Linked DNA regions of Hordeum vulgare: region 2 is linked to region 1. The links are chromatin contacts, called in public Hi-C maps. All regions are on one chromosome and are shown on one strand. The core of a region is the stretch at or near the end of the contact, and the rest is flanking DNA. Distances in the headings are between cores, read along the strand shown.

What was found. Hi-C and Micro-C count contacts between places; a contact is called where the count stands out from the background.
Region 2: a Hi-C map of leaf shows a contact between it and region 1, with 1.8 times the contacts expected there. The contact joins the promoter of LOC123407563 here to the enhancer-like site in region 1. A contact is called at or near these places in 2 of 6 Hi-C or Micro-C datasets (leaf and seedling).

Annotation. Positions count from the first base shown.
Region 1 is chr7H:122,572,145-122,576,958 of MorexV3_pseudomolecules_assembly, reverse strand. No RefSeq gene overlaps it. Among protein-coding and RNA genes, the nearest start is that of LOC123412278, 34 kb to the right of the region's middle. Within about 2 kb of position 2,213, at least 2 of the 3 cell types and tissues checked have open chromatin away from gene starts, as enhancers often do. A contact at or near this core is called in leaf, where this site is marked.
Region 2 is chr7H:123,007,655-123,013,021 of MorexV3_pseudomolecules_assembly, reverse strand. LOC123407563 (kanadaptin) reads right to left here and starts at 3,520. Exons shown (of 12, transcript XM_045100725.1): 1 at 2,832-3,520; 2 at 2,384-2,469; 3 at 1,321-1,400; 4 at 683-738. The coding sequence starts at 3,304.

The DNA of each region.
Region 1 (4,814 bases), core at 964-3,463:
GTATGTGGCGGGAGCAGGAGCAGCGATGCAGGCAGTGTGGCTGACCAGGTTGATCGCGGATATCCAGGGCACCAAGCCAAGAACCGTGAAGCTGCTAATGGACAACAAGTCGGTGATCGCGTTGAGCAAGAACCCAATGCATCACGATCGCAGCAAGCACATTGACCTGAGATACCATTTCATACGAGACTGTGTTGAGACAGGGAAGGTGGATATCGATTACGTGGGCACTGAAGATCAGCTCGCAGATGCCCTTACCAAGTCCCTGGGCAGGGTCCAGTTCATCGAGATGAAGAAGAGGATCGGCATCGAGGAGGTGCGGCCTGGACGACGCAAGTAAGGGGGTGATCTGTAGGGTTACTTGGGTCGTGCAAGACCTTAGAAGTAGGGTTAGCCTAGCTCATGCTTTCTTCATTTCTGTTGTTCATCAGGTGTCCGACAGGTTAGATAAGTTCAGAGTCTGTAAGTTTTTCTTTCCATAATGTAGGGCCGAGTCGTGCTGCGTTCGCGGCGGGCCACCAACAGCTCGATCGTGGCCGTGATCCGCTCGACGTGGGATGGCGCGTCGAGGGTGGGGCGTGGCGTAGGAATCGGTCGAGCTGTTGGAGTAGAAGGAGGAAATAACATAAGGAATACATAAAAGCCGTCAGGGCAGTTAGACGGTGCAAAACAATCCTCTCCCTTGCATGATCTCGACGACGACGGTGTGTGTGTGTGTTCCCCTTCGATCGCGAGCTGAGAGAGTTGCCCAGTGGCAACGACAAGGAGCATCGGTTGGGCCGACACGAACAGGCCCTCGAGCCTATGGAGATCTTCGGTCTGTCGACAAAATAGAGGAGCGCTCATGATTGACAGTTCCTCACCGACGTCGTTCTTGTTCTTAGGCTCGCTTTGTCCTGATAAGAACGAGAGAAGCTAGTGGGCGGTGTGACTGATATTTTTTTAGACAAACTCCGAATTTTTTATTGCACGGTCACAATGTTTACAAGGATGAACAAAAGAGCATTAGGGACCTAACCAAACATGACAGACATCATCTAGCTAGAGATAAAGATTGTTTCACGAGTTTGTCAGCTTCGACATTCGAGCTTCTAAATTCATGATTAATAATACAACTAATAAAGGTAGCCTTTTGGTGTATGATTTCATGTGTGATTGATGCATAAGTAGCTGCATTCTTCTATTGTATGTCTTCGACTACCATCTTGCAGCCCGAAGCGACATGTATCTTCCTCTCATAAAGATAATCGTAGTTTCCGTCGGGTACACATGGGCTTGAGCGGGCCGACGGATCTGGTGTGCGGCGATATGTAAGCACGGTGGTCCTGGGCGTCGGCTGCTTAGGCACCATGGTGGTGTCGTGGCCGGTCACGCAGCGACGGCCTGGATCCGTCTCATCCAGTCTTCGCCAAAGATGGCGGCGGCCCATGCACGAGATGCGTGATGAAGGCTCTTTCAACAGATTTGGGTGAAAACCTGCTCTCGACTAGCTGCCAAAGCCGGCAATGGAGACGTTGTTGTATGTTGTGCCCTTTTTGAAGGCATCGGCGTGGAGAAGTTTCCTGCCATTATTTGCTACCCCGGAGGAAACAATATATCCTTAGATTGAATGAAGGCGGCACTTTTGTGTCGTTTCTCTCATGGAGGCGTCATTCTTGAAGGTGTATATGGGCCCGAGGGACCAGTTGACGACATCTTTGGTGGAGCGGTGCTTCATCTTACACATTGATGGTGACAGATCTCAGCGGCATGGTGATCTGGAGACTCGACGTCCGATGCGCGGAGATGGCTCGTGCAGGAGGAGGATGTTGTGTGACATCGTGGTGATGTTGATGGCAAAGAGGAATGAAAAAGTCGATGCGTCAGTATATCTTTGAAGATGGATCGGTGGAAGACAACGGCGACGACACATGACAGTGCGTAGGACCGGTTTGTGCCCGGATCCAGTATGTGGCTTGGTTGGGGCCTTCAACTTTAGATGTTTGACTTAGATAAAAGGTCTGGGTATTCGGCTTAACATTTCTGCACCTCTTCCTCAAGTGGATAGGACAAGCGATGGATGTTGCCAAGATTTGTTGTACTACTTTGTACTACTTTCGTGAAGTTCTACCTTTCCTGCTGCCGCATCGACGTTGAGCTTCACCACACCATGCCGAGGAGTGATCCGTTAGTTTGGCTTATTCACGGGTGCCTGTCTAGTCATGTTCCTGGGCTTCTGGAGAGAGCTCCTATTGAATGCCCGCGTGCGTTGTATAGTTGAGCTTTCGTTGGAGAGAGCGCAAATGGGCTGGCCCATTCGAAGTTGTCCGAAGTAAAATTTCATCAAAAAATAAATATGGGTGCGTGGACTCGAAGTACAGACCTCACGATACAATTCACAAACGGCGGCCAGTCTACCTGGTAATTATGGCTCTAAAACTCGGCGCCAACTTGACAGTAATAGATACAACGGCATATGCGTCTCAAAAAAAAAAGATACAACGGCATATTCACTTTTGTTTGGAGAAATTTCGACATTTCTAGAAAAATTGTGACAATTTTTTTATAATTTGAATAATGTTTGAAAATGTGAAACAAATTCAAAATTCTAAGAAAACCTTTCAAATATGAATAATTTTTAAAATGTGAACAAAAATAGAAATGCGAACAATTTTTAATATACACTGATTGCTTTAAAAATGCAGTGAACCTTTTTGTAATCTAAGATAAATAAATATTTAAATACACATTGAACAATTTTGGTGATATATGTTGAACAATTTGTAAATACACGTTGAACATTTTGTGATCTATACTGAACGGTTTTTTTTAATTTCACATTGTACATTTTAAAAAAATCAAAAAAAAATCTAGATTTTTACATTTAGCATTTTTGGAATTTTTTGAACATTTTTTAATGTAGGGTGAAAATTTCCTTAACATTTTTTATACAAACAAGAAATGAACTTTGTATCATACACACGAGAAAAGATAGAAAAATAAAAGGGAAAGGAAAAATAAAAAAGAAATGGAAACAGGAACAAGTGAAAAAGAAGAAGAAGAAGAAGCTGAGCAGCCGTGGGCCTGTCCAAATTGAGGCCTTGCCGAGCTTCAGCGAAGGCTTGTTTTTTCGGAGTCTAATTAGCGAGCACGTTGTTGAAAATCTTTTAGCGAGCAGTTCCACGCACCGTTATTTGGTCGCATTTTTAGCCACCACTACGTGTCGAGTTTCGAGCGCTTCTTTTGGAATTTATTTTATTTTTTCACACGTGTTTTTGGCTTTTTACATTTGGTTTTTTCTGATTTTTTTGATGTTCTGGTTTTTCATCAGTCTTTCTTACCATTTTGACGAAAATAGAAAAATGCCAAAAATATATATATTTCATGAAAAGACGCGTTTTGTATTTTTATCCGTAAGATGCATGGTTTTGATTTCACGAGAGACACGATTTTGTCTTCGCGAAAGGCACTGCCGTGCCTTTTGGAAATGAAAAAAAACGTGTTTTCTGTTTTTTTGAGAGTCACATTTTGCTTCTTGGAGAGGCACGGTTTTGTTCTCACGAGAGACACGGTTTTGCGTTCGCGAGCCGTGCCTTTCGGAAAGGAAAAAAACGTGTTTTCTGTTTTTTTTCTGTGAGAAGCATGATTTTGTTTTCGTGAGAGGCATGATTTTGCGTTTGTGAGAGGCACGCCGTGCCTCTCGGAAAGGAGTTCTTTTTCGTGAGAGGTACGATTTTTCCTTTGTGAGAGGCACGCCCGTGCCTTTTGGAAAGGAGTTTTTTTTGTGAGAGGCACGATTTTGCTTTCGTGAGAGACACGATTTTGTCTTAGTAAGAGGCACGGTCGTGCCTCTATGAAAGAAAAAACGTGGAACAACTTGTTTTCTGTTGTGTTTTTTTCTATAGGGAGAGGGACAGTTTTTTGGTTTGGTTTTTTCATGGAAAAAAGGGTTCGTCAAAATCTAACAACATGAGATCTAGTTTTAAAGATCTCGACGCAAAAATCCAACGATAAACATGGTTCGAGATTTGGACGCGCGGTTTAGAAAATAAAACGTTTTAAAAATACGAATCTATGAAAAAAGGGAAAACTCTCAGATTGTGACAAATGACACGCATGCAGTACGTCACTTGTCGCAACCTGAGGAGGTGAGAGTATCTTTGAAAGGAGTAGTCTTTAATTAGTGATTTTGTTGTTCTTTTGATGCTTTCGGCAGTTAACAGGATTTATCGTTTCTGAATGGCTTTCAACTCGCTCAAATAACTTTGCACAAAACCCTCCATCATGAAGGAAGCAACAATTTGAGAAATGCTCCTTCATGAACCTTTCAAGGTTTACTCTCACGCGTTGTTACTTGACGCGTTCTCAACTTAGTCATATGTTGCGTTTTGGATGGTCGTTTCAGTCTTTTTTTACACGTGTATTCGGCTTTTTAGATGGTTTGTTTTTAGGGTTTTTTGGGTTTTCGGTTTTCCACCAGTCTACCTTAGCTTTTGGACAATTAAAAAAACTGCATGAAAAAACATGTTTTTTCCTTTTTCGAGAGACACGGTTTTACTTCCATTGAGAGTCACTCTCGTGCCTCTGGGAAACAAATAAAAATGGATTTTTTTTTCTTTCTTGAAAGGCATGAATTTTATTTTGTGATAGGACTCTCGAAAACCCAAAAAAATATTTTTCCCTTCCTTGAGATGCACGATTTTGGTTCGGCGAGAGTCATGGATTTGCTTCCGCAAAATCCACGGCCGTGTCTCTCAAAAAAAAATCCTTTTTGCGTGAGGCACGGTCGTGCCTTGTGCCTCTCGTAAACAGAAAAAACGTGTTTTTTTCTGAGA
Region 2 (5,367 bases), core at 2,271-4,770, 430 kb before region 1:
ATAAGATCTCGCGACCAACTCATGGTTCTGGCACATGGATAGCAAGCTTCCATGCACCCTGTCCATGGCTAGTTCTTTGGTGATACTCCAATCCTTCAGATCTCTCTTTACGGATTCTTCCCATGTCAAGTTCGGTCTACCCCGGCCTCTTTTGACATTATAAGCACGCTTTAGCCGTCCGCTATGCACTGGGGCTTCTGGAGTAATGCCATTTTATTCATTTCTTCAATTGCTTGTTTGATATTCCGTTCTCAGTTTCAGGGCATTTGTATAATCGAGTCATATCTTTCCTTAGAATATGCATGAGCTTCACATATCTTTCCATTCAACTTTCCATCAGATCTAGTATGTATAATCAAGTCAATTATAAGTAACCATTTACTACGAAAAAATAGAAGTTAAGTTTTCTTTTGAAGCCATGAACTCATTGCCACTGTTCTACAACAGTTTGCCAGTGTTACTGTTTCACAACAGTTGCCAATGACACACATGATTATTAATTTATGAAGGAAAAGGCTAGTCCATAATAAGCAGGTTATGAGATGAACAGATTTAGAGGCTAGAAAGCTAAAAATTCTATCAGATGAAAGAATACAATTTGCAAATAATTGAGCACCAGAAAGCAATTTGTTGCAATCTCTGCTAGAAATGATGGATAACATCGTCTGGCTGACAAACTTACTGCCCAAATCGAATTACATCTCCAACATGAATCGGTGTGTACATCTTCTTCTTGATCTGTTAATTAAATTACGACATCTGATCAGAACAATATCCTTGCCTTCATATCAGAACGGTAGCTATGCTATTGTGAACCAACAAGCATGGCAAGATCGAAAAGCTAATACAAGGTTCCTTTTGTGGGGGAAAAGGATGTTACAGGAATATAGCCCAAAAGCAAATTAGCTCAGAAAGGGAGCATCCTATTAAGCATGAAAAGAACAATGGATACACAGACAACTCTTTTGTTATTTCTAATATCAGAAAAAGACACATCTTTTCCCCAGTTTCTAGTGTGACTCAGCAAGCCAAAGGTAGATGGATGTACAAAACTATAACAGAATAAGAATGCCATCAACACAAATTGCAGTGCTTTTTAAAACAAAATAGCATGAACAATGACGTATTCTGCGTCATATTGATGCTTTTCTCCTTAAGAAAGTGTGTGTCCAAGAAAAAATGGACAATGAGGTGCATACATGAGAAGAGGACACATAGTTGCACAGTATCAACATTTTCAAACAAACATATTAGAAGTCCTGGATGAATTGGAAATATTCAGTTCTGCTCTGAAGTAAGACAAAAGGGAAGAGACTGTGCCTGAGTTTTGTTGATGGAAGAACCATGTGTGCTTCCAAGATCGTAAAGGAAAACCTGCCCATCGTTTCTAAACTGCAGAACTAAAACAACGCAAAAGGTAATGAGTGTGACGCATAAGACTGACCAAGAAAATAATATATATTATCATTATATATGTAGTGCTGAATTCTTGGATCCTATAATTACCATGTCTGGTTCATGAACAATAAATAATTATCGCATGTCCAGAAAACTTGCACTCAGAGATTATTAAAAATGTAATGAAAGATGATAAAACAAAGTGAACAATTACTCATAAGAGAACACTTTATGTAATGATACATATAATACATGGCATACTTATGCAAGAAAATCAACTGCAGAACTTCAATACAGTTAACCACGTGCATATACTTTGTGATCTCTGCCAAAATAAGATAGACAGTGCACTACACATAGAAGTCCTTAGACAAATTAGTGGAAGAATGCCTCCGGTTCCACTAATGGTCAATGTCTTGATTCAACCCTATTTCACCAGCAGGTTGTCCGTATAATTTTAATAATTGATAAACAGCTTTTCTAAATCAAATACTACCCTCTGAAGAAAAGGATTATTTACAACAAAGTTTCACCGTTCCCTGAATATCATCCCCATATGTTCATGAATATCTTAGCACCATGAATAGAACTTATGCTCACTGACATCCAAAATGTTCAGAATATCAGCGATGAACCATCTACCAGTTTCCACCCAGCTGTCCGAAAAATCGGTAACAAGGTGACTAAGTATATTGCTTCAAAAAAGAAACTACTGTTTGAAACTGCAACCATCCTGACATCTAATTAATGTAATGAATCTGACTGACAGATTGGGTAGGGGGGTTACGGGCGACCTTCCTCAATGTGAAAAAGTATTAGTAATTGCTTCCTTCGAACTGAAAAGGTCTAATAAAAACTAGCTCTGCACTAGTAACTAAATTAAATAGCTAGCTGGAGTTCGAGTTTTGGTTCTATTTATGGCATAGTTGACAAGAGCATCCGATTCGAAAAATACTTGACAAGAGCATGGCAAAAATGAATGTACCTGCGTGAAAACGGGAAATGGTGGGATGCTCCAGCATGAAATCGCATAGATCAATTCGGCCAAACATGTAAGCTCCTTTCTTAGACCTGCGACATGCAATGCCAGTCATCTCACCAACCATATCTAGGAAAACAAGTAGTCCAGGTAATTATGTACCAGACAACGTCACGAACTTTGAATGTGAAGGACTCAAAAGCCACATATAGTACAATGCATCGGATTGAAACATGAAATGTGTAGTTATGCAATTACTCATTTCACGCAACTATAAATCATGAGTGATTTTAGAGATAAAAATAAGTCCTAATCAACTGTTTGCACTAGGAAGCACGCATTGCCCTTCGCCACTCCTATCGTACATGAGCTAGAAACCCCAGAGGCATTCAGAGTAAGCAGCCCCACAGCACGACAGAAACGCAAGGCTGCTGGTGCAGAGACAGCAACTCACACGTCAAGCTTTTCGACGATGAGGCCTTCCTTGAGCACCTCGAGGAAGAAGGGGTGTTCCGGGCCGGCGCTCCAGTCGGGGATGGCGTATGGTGCGCGCGGCCGCGGCTGCTGCCGCTGCTCTGGCGGCGCCGCCTCGGCCATCTCGGTGTCCCCCCCGGGGTCCCCTGCCGACGAGTCGCTGACACTAGGGCTGGGATTAGCGGTCCCGTCGGCCGACGATTCAGGCTCCGACGCTGCCTCCGCCTCCGGCTGCGGCGAGGGCCTTGGTGGCGGTGGAGGCGGCATAGAGAAGGAGGGGCTCGGTTTAGCGCTCCCGTCCGCCTCGGCCATCGAGACGTCAGGCCTCGGCGCGTCCTCCGCCTCCGGCTGCGACGAGGGGGCAGGCGGCAAGGGTTTGGGGGGCGGCGGAGGTGGCATGGAGGAGGAGGGGTTAGGGTTTCGGGGAGGGGGCGGAGGCATGGTAGGGTTCATGGCTGTGACCGGAGGGTGCGGGAGCGGGGGAAGTGGAGACGAGGGGAGGGGAAGGGGACGACGGCGAGGAGGAGGTGGGGATGAACAGCGGAGCGGAGCTGGGTCGGTGATCCGGCCAGACGGACGGGGAAGAAGGGGGGCATCAATCGTCGCCGTTGGCGAGAGATGGTGCTCCGCAGGTGAAACTCTCAGCCACGCGCAATCTTGGCCGTTCGTTTTTCGTTCGGCGGGCAGGATTGGCTAGTGGAAGAATGTCAAAATTTGAAACATCCTAGTGGAAGAATGTCACCAATTTGAAGCATCCCAACGCCGTCGGCCCACCGCTCATTGTCCCCCTCCCTTTCCCTGTTCTCCTTTCCTCTTCCTTGAGTTGGCGGATTGTGCCCGGCTTTTCTGTCGTTAGAGAGGAATGGGAGAGGAGGCGGTGATCCCTGTGTAGATCTCTATTATTAAAGAGGGGATCTGTCATCGTGATGGTTCGACCACCTCTAGCTTCACATCTCTCGTACGGTTAACCATCCCGCGATGGGCCAACTCACGTATGATCCCCTCCTTCGCTAGAAAAAAACCAGCCCCAAATCACCCAGCCCGCTAGAAAGCAAAAAAGAGAGAGGATGGAATAATCGCAGCCCACGAAGGCACAAACACACGTTGCGTCACCCGCTACCCCCCCCCCCCTCGCTCTCGATCCCATCCCTCTCCCGACAAAACTCATCGCCGCCTCTGCTCCTCGCCTTCATCTGACACGAATGGCTGGTCTCCCCCTAGATCCCATCCCTCCTCGTCCACGCGCGCTCGCCTCCGGCCACCCCCGTCGTGAGCCTTCCTCTATCTCCTCTCCATCTCCCTCTCCTATACATCTCCCTCTCATCCCTCCTCCATGCGCCCATCGCCTGCGTGCTTGCTTTCCGCACCAACCGCGACCGTCGCGGGTTGCCATGGGGAAGGAGCATGGCGGCACACACATGAGGTGTAGGAGAGAACATGGACGAGCTCCAACGCAAGGTGAGGAATAAGGGGGTTACGGGTCCGATATGGCGAATGGTAGGTCAGAGCTCGATCACGAGACCATGATAGTGAAGGTGAGGAGGAGGCGAGGGAGTGCAGCAAACGACGACGTGGATGAAAGGAGAGCAGTGGCCGGTGGTGCAGATGAAGGCGAGGGAGTGGAGCAGACGATGGCGTGGATGAAAGGAGAGCAGTGGCGGGGCGGAGATGAAGGCAAGGAGGAGGCGAGGGAGTGGAGCAGACGGCGGCGTGGATGAAACGAGAGCAGTGGCCAGTGGCACAAATGAAGGCGAGGAGAAGTCGGTGTCCCGGATCAAGGGAGAGAGCACCGCCTGCGGCGGGGGCGCGCATATGGGAAAGAGTTTGTGCGATGGTAGAGGGAGGTGAGAGCACTAAGCCAGGAGGTGGCTTGGCTCGGCCCAACCATGGAGTTGGCGTTGGAGACTCCCTGCTGACCTCCTTGGCAAGGCATGTTGTGCCTATAGGTATTTTAATATCCTCCCCACCTCTTGTTCTCACCTTGGTTCATGTACTTAAACGTGAGAATGGTTATTAAAACATCGGGTGTAACGGTTCGGTTCTTACTTTGGGTTTGATTGGTTCAGGTTTTATTGGGCTCTGATTTTTTTAGTTTGGTTTTGGTTTGGGTATGTGGAGAAACCAGTTTCGATATAGTTGGTTATGGGTTTAAACGGTTTGGTTATTAGCGGTTGTAAACTATGGGTCCAAACCGGTTTCTAGGCATTGGTTATATGCAATAATCAACTACTATCGAGAATGAGTATCTTTGATCCGCGTGCATGCTGTAATGCACTATGTAATTATGTATTATGGGGAAACAGTAGATGAAAATCGGAAGTGTTTTCTTGTGCTTTCGCTAAGCAATTTGGTTTTAATACACTTGTTAGTAAGCTTATCAGCCATGAGCATGTTCTTTTTGCCTCTTACTGTGTGTTGACTGTATCTCAAGGATTACTTTGTGTCTAAACTGCTGTAGATGCACTTATGCATTTTCTATCTTATTTATTTCTTAACATGTCAATTTGTGCAATCAT